2 separate regions of the Arachis hypogaea genome follow, and region 1 is linked to region 2. Evidence: chromatin contacts called from public Hi-C data. All regions are on one chromosome and are shown on one strand. Each heading gives the region's core, a stretch centred on a gene start, on an enhancer-like site or on the middle of the called end of the contact. The rest is flanking DNA. Distances are from core to core; before and after follow the strand shown. Region 1 has its middle 20 kb from the start of LOC112751339. Region 2 holds the start of LOC140177385.

Region 1 (3,507 bases), core at 708-3,207, 35 kb before region 2:
TGAGGATTAAATAAGTCAGGAGAGGTTCATACATAGGAAGCTAGGTGTTTTGTGTTTATGTCTGTCTGTGTGCTTTGAATATTCAACTTGTTATTTGGATTGTGATTTTTGTACATTTTTCTTCAAAAGTGTTAGCAAAAAGATAATATAGAACAAATGAAAGCCACTTCTATTCATCAGTTGTTGAAGGGCTTTTGTAATGGTACACAGTAGAAGTATGCTGTTTTTTGGAAGCTTAACTACCGTTTTCTCATGTAAGTTCTGTGGCTATTTGTTGTGCTGCCTTTTGTGTTTGTTTGTGCTGAAATGAGTAGAGTTATCTTTTTATGTGGTAGTTTCTCAATAAGTTAAGTTCACAGTTTTCAACTTATTATGAGTTAGTGGATGCTTCTAGAAGAATTGACCATGTTGTTGATGGCTCACCATTTCCTTATGTTATTTGCTTATGTGGACTAACGTTACTTTAAAAGGGGTTAAACCTTGGATTATTAACTAAATTTTGTTTGGTCTGCTCCTTTTGCTACTTATTGGTACAATTTGAACTTTGGATCTCATGCATGCATGCTGCTCAAGCCCCTTTTTTTTTCGCTGAGGTATATTCTTCAAGTGGTGAAAGTATTGATCGAATAGAATAGAACTCCAGTCTCCCTCATTTGCACGTCCAACCATCGTAAGAAGAAGAAGAAGAAGAAGAAGAAGTGGTACGCTACTCCATCAGTAATTAGGATTAAAAAGGGACTCAGGGATCATATTGGGTTACAAACTTTTGATAGCCATGTCATGTAACCGTTGGGATGTCCAGCATGGCAAAAAATTGCCACATCACTGCCGCCGGGAAGGAATTTGGACGGAAAAGAAGGAAGGGACCAACTAGGTGCATTTTTTCCAATCTTGAGGACATAAATAGTGTATTTAGGAAGTCAGGGACCAAATCGATACATTTTGTGAATCTCAGAAACTACTTTGGGGTTTAACTCTTCTTACCCTGAAGTTGTACTCCAGTGAAGTTGTTCGGTCGCCCCTTAGAACGGAAAGCCCAATAAAGATAAATTCCTCCACGAGTATCTTTTCTACCAATTTTCTTCTGGAAATATCCATCATTGTCTTTAAGCTGTGATTTGAATTTTGAAGGGAAAAATAATACAAAAACTTTAGATTTTGGTTTTTCCTATTTTTTTAGATAATATTTCTTATCCTTTTTTGTCTCCAGCCCAAATGACAACAAGCAATTTTTTCATTAGTTTTCCAAAATTGCCTCCACGTAATAAATTACCAATTTTACAATATTAACATCTGTTAGACTTAATTAACCAACTTGAGTTGGTCGAGTGGATAAAACTCAGATACTAATCCTCTATTGGTGAATCTACCAATAGAAAATAAAAAGTGTACGTTTAATTAGAGAGTTAAAATTTTTTATTATTGTTAATTAAAAAATTTATTAGTTTTATTATATTTTAAAAGAGTATTATCATCCAAACTTTATAACAACTTTATAACAATTAAGTGTGAAAACAAATATTTTTTTAAAAAAATATTTTAATTGTAAATTGAAACCATCTTCTTATACCCAACACTTCATATTTTAAAAAACCCAAAAGATGAAAAAAAAGAAAATAAAGGCACATGGGGAACTTATCTTTTGTCACAATAGAAAAATAATTTTATTTTTTTTTTCGGTCAAATTGAAAAATAATTTCTTAAAAAATAAATTTTGACGTGAACTGGTAAAAGATATTTATTTGGGCCTAAGATGACTCTTTGGGCCATATTTTTTTATAAGCAAAGTCACAAATATTTATTTAGCCCATAATGTTTTGGATAAACAGACTGTAAACCCAAATCACAACCTCTGTTCTGTTTTTTGAAATGAGTCGCAACACTATTTTTTTCCGACACAAGTCACAACATCGTTTAATACAGTGAGTTAGGTTACGCCTATAAGAAACATATGTAACCGAGACTGAAAAATATGGGCTTTTAGGTAATATTACTTCTCCTCAATATCCTGAAAGTAAACCAAAACAATGTACCAAAAAAAAAAAGGCAAGAGAGGAAGGCAAAATCCTTTGACCAGAACAGGATTTTAATGTTCTTTTTGAATTTTTGATTATGGAAAAGTAAAGTTTCCAAATTCATGATTTTGCTTAGTATCATGCATTTAAGAATACCATATCATAGGAAAATAAATAAACTATATTAAAAAAGAAAAATTTTACGCTATTGAATTCATAGGCTAGTACTTGACTTTAACGTCCCAGCAAAATTTTCACGTTCAAGAAGGTTGCAGAGAGTTTAGGATTTGAGGGTTTTTTTTTTAACAAAATAATAAATTGAGTTACAATACTTTACTTTCACATGTTTTATAAGATGTAAATACGAAATTGGTATCCAAAAGATTTTGACGTTGACAAAATAATATCTAATCTTTGTTATTGACCAAATAACTCTCAAAATATTTTAAAATTTGACAAATACACCCAAACAGAAGCCGCTGATCTTATCATCGGAAGAGCTTCAGTGATGGCGACAGAAAGCTCCAATGGCATTTCTGACAAAGAGGGAATCTTGCAGCTGCGACAATGATGTTTTTTTATCTAGTTCTCTCTCAGTCTCGCATCCTACCTCTCGTTTATCTTTCTCTTTTTCTCTCTAGCTTGAAGAAGAAGAAAAGATCAAGAGAGAAAAAAAAAGAGAAGAAGAAAAAGGAGAGAAGCGGACGAAGAGGGTGCCAACAGAGGGAGAATTGCTGTTTGCCATCACCGTCGTTATCACAGTTGCAGGAGAGGTAAGCTCGAAGAGTAGAGAGAGACACAAATTGTAAGAGGATATGGGCACGACGGAGAAGAGGAAGGAGGGAGCTGTCCCATTATTGCTATTGTGCACTATCACCGCCCCTGAAGTCAGTTAGAGCTGCGGCCTTCGACGCAATGAATATAACGTGAGGAGAGAGAGTGAACTCGATCTTCTCTTCTTCTTCTTTCTTTTGTTTCTCTTTCGATCTTCTCTTCTTCTTCAAACTACAGAGGAAGAGAGTAAGACGAACGAGAGGTGAGATGGGAGATTGAGAGAGAACAGGATGCGATAATGCCATTGTCATTGTTGCAAGTTCTCCTTGTCAGAAATATCATCAAAGCTTTCTGTCATTATTACTGAAGTTCTTCCGATTGTTAGATTAGCATTTTTTGTTCAATGTGACGTCATGCTTTTATATTTGGATGTTTCTGTCAAATTTTAAAATCTTTCGAAAATTATTTTGTTAATAACAAAGGTCATGTATCATTTTGTCAGCGACAAAATCTTTCGAATACCAACGTAATATTTATCCCTGTTTTATAATTATTAGCAATAATTATTCAGTATTTAATAATTTATTATCCATGTATTCAATTTGACTATTGACAGCGATCACGGTTGCAAGAAGCTTTAATTGATTACTTCTAATATATCAAATTTATTAGCATACTCACTTTAGTGAATTTAATTTTATTACAATCAACTTTTGTG
Region 2 (3,096 bases), core at 66-2,565:
CCCACGTGCTGCCTGGTTCGATCAACCAGATCGTGCCACGTGTCTTCCATGCCCCCCACGTGCTGTAGGTAACACGCCCCCTGCGTGTTGAGCTTGCATCTGACATGTCCACCTAGGGGTAATACACAAAGTACCCCTTTTTCTAGCCAAAACACCACCATCTATTCCATAACCAAATTCTTGAACCCTTTGATGATGTATCATTCTTGATTTTATTTTATTTTATTTATTAATACAAATTATTTACATAAAATTTTTCTTTTTTTTGAATAAACTACTAAAATAGTACTCGGAAGTTTGCTCACTGACAAAGCAAACCTTAAAAGAGCAAACGATAAATAAGTCCTCGAAAGATTTAAAAATATAATATAAAGAACTAGATATTAAATATATATTTTAAAAAATAACTTTAAAGATCAAATTTTGATGCATATTTTTGTAATTATTATTAGAAAAATAAGATCTTTTTATCCTTAAATTTTGGTAATTTTTTATCAAATACATTTTTTTAAAAGATTATTGTGAATGACCATAGTTTTTTAAAAAATAAAAAAATCTAGACATCTGTTACCAGATCAAAAAGGAACAAGCGTATAGCTGTATGGAAGTACACAATTAAGGCTAGGTATAAATCTGTAGAAGTATATAAAGTATAGAATTAATGGAAAAATTGGAGAATGTTTACAAAATTTGGATGAGATAGGAAGTTCCAAGTTCACCTGCACAGAAAAGGACTGAAGCAGCACAGAGTAAGAAAATAGAAAAGAAGAACAGAGAGAATGAAAGATATATGCAGAAAGAAGGTTCTCACAATTTTCATGCCATTCTCAATCAATTGCTGCTCCTTCATATTGGCTCCTCACTCCTCTCCTTCCATGTGAAAGTTTGTTAGATCCCTTCTGTTGCTCCCCTTTTTTCTAACGGTTCTCTCCCTCTCACTTGTAACATTACCCCCTCCATTGAAATGGACCTTGTCCTCAAGGTTAAAATTGGGATATTGTGTCTTCATTTCTTCATAGGGTTCCCATGTTGCCTCCTCTCCCGAGGTATTTTGCCACTTAATGAGAACTTCTTCAATCCACTTGCCATCTTTTTTTATCATTCGATGCCCCAAGGTGGTCTGAGCTTGTAATTGATAGCCCTTCTCATCTACTAACAGCGGAGAAGGGATGGTAGTTGGTGATGGGACCCCTTCACACTTCTTGAGCAGAGATATGTGAAAGACAGGGTGGATTTGGGCTGTATTGGGGAGTTCCAGCTTGTAGGCTACCTTACCTATTCGAGCAATGACTGGAAAAAGACCAAAATAACGCATGGATAATTTCTAGTTCTGCCTCAGGGCCACGGATCGCTGGCGATAAGGCTGTAGCTTGACGTACACAAAATCTCCCACCTGAAATTCTAATTCTCTGCGTTTGCTATCTGCCTGGTTCTTCATTCTGGTTTGGGCCTTCTGTAAGTTCAATTTTAAGGAAGCTAACACCATGTCTCGCAGGAGTAGTTGTTCTTGTAGAGCTGGGGGATCCTTCGGGTGGGGTTCATATCGCAATAAAGGAGGAGGGTCCTTGCCAAACACTGCTTTGTATGATGACATGCCGATAGAGGAGTGAAAAGAACTGTTATAGCTAAAAGCCGCCCACGGTAAAAGGTTATACCAGTCCTTCGGGTTCTCTTGCGTATAGCACCGCAGATACATTTCTAGGCAACGATTTAGCACCTCAGTTTGGCCATTAGATTCCGGGTGGTACGCTGAGCTTCTAGCCAAGCGTATACTTTGGCCATTGCAGCACTGCTCCCAGAACTTGCTCGTGAAGACTTTGTCCCGATCAAAGACAATGGACTGTGGCAAACCATGGACACTCACCACATTGCGAAGAAAGACCTCTGCCACTTTTGGTGCTGTAAAATCAGCCAGGAACGATATGAAATAAGCAAATTTTGATAAACAGTCTACCACCACCAATATGACGGAGCAGCCGTGGGCTGGGAGTAAACCGGTGATGAAGTCCATCGAAAGATCTTGTCAAATATGTCTCGGAATAGGGAGAGGTTCTAACAAATTGGCCAGAGGTTGGGTGCTGTATTTGGCCTGTTGGCAAATGGAGCAAGATTTGATGTAGTCCTTCACTGATTGCGCAATGTATGTTCTTCCAATAAAATTGGGCGGATAATCTGGATAATGTTTTTTGCACGCCGCCATGGCCACCCACAATTGAATCATGAAATTCTCGTAACAGGTGTTGTACCAGAGATGAAGAATTAGGAATTACTAATCGGTCAGTCCAGTACCAAAACCCACCACGGTTCTGTAGCTTACCAGAATTCATCTCATCTTCAGAAAATTCAGTTTCTGGCCGAAACCGTTGATGCTTATCCTTTAAGAGCGGTAATAATGCCCAAGAAGATGTAGAGAGCTGCCAAAATGATCTGGACAATTCGTCTGCTGCTTTATTCTCGCACCCCTGCTTGTATTCTATGGAGAAATCATAACCAAGTAGTTTGGCCAACCAGGTTTGCTGTTCTGGTGTCTAAATGAATTGCGTTTGGAGTTCCTTCAAGCTTTTATGGTCCGTGCAGATGATAAACTTATGGCCTAGTAAATAATGTCGAAACTTAGTCACTGCCGCGAGAATTGCCTGCATTTCTCTTGCATATGCCGATTGTTTCTGTGCTGTTGGTGCTAGCTTTTTCGAGAAATAAGCAATGAGGTGACCGTCTTGGCTTAGAATAGTCCCAATTCTAGTTCTAGATGCATCATTTTCCGAAACAAAAGGCCTAGAAAAATCAGGTAAAGCCAATACCGGAGCATGAGAGAGAACCTCCGTCAATTTCACAAAAGCCATTGTGGCACAATCAGACCAGAGAAAACCATCCTTCTTTAGGAGGTCAGTTAGAGGACTCGCAAGGATAGCAAAATTTCGGATGAATTTACGGTAATATCTAGCCAAATCAAGAAAAGCACGTAATTGTTTGAGTGATGTAGGGAGCGGCCATTGAGTAATAGCTTGCACCTTTGACTCGTCGACTCGGACACCTTCCAGTGATACCACATGGCCCAAATAATCAACTTGTGTCTGCCCGAATGAGCACTTAGAA

Evidence for each region. A called contact is a pair of places that touch in the nucleus more often than the background predicts.
Region 1: a Hi-C map of leaf shows a contact between it and region 2, with 2.0 times the contacts expected there. The contact joins the enhancer-like site here to the promoter of LOC140177385 in region 2. A contact is called at or near these places in 2 of 8 Hi-C or Micro-C datasets (both in leaf).

What each region holds. Positions count from the first base shown.
Region 1 is chr2:92,761,876-92,765,382 of arahy.Tifrunner.gnm2.J5K5, reverse strand. No RefSeq gene overlaps it. Among protein-coding and RNA genes, the nearest start is that of LOC112751339, 20 kb to the right of the region's middle. Within about 2 kb of position 1,957, at least 2 of the 3 cell types and tissues checked have open chromatin away from gene starts, as enhancers often do.
Region 2 is chr2:92,726,968-92,730,063 of arahy.Tifrunner.gnm2.J5K5, reverse strand. LOC140177385 reads right to left here and starts at 1,315. Exons shown (of 1, transcript XM_072210478.1): 1 at 860-1,315. The coding sequence starts at 1,315. The coding sequence ends at 860.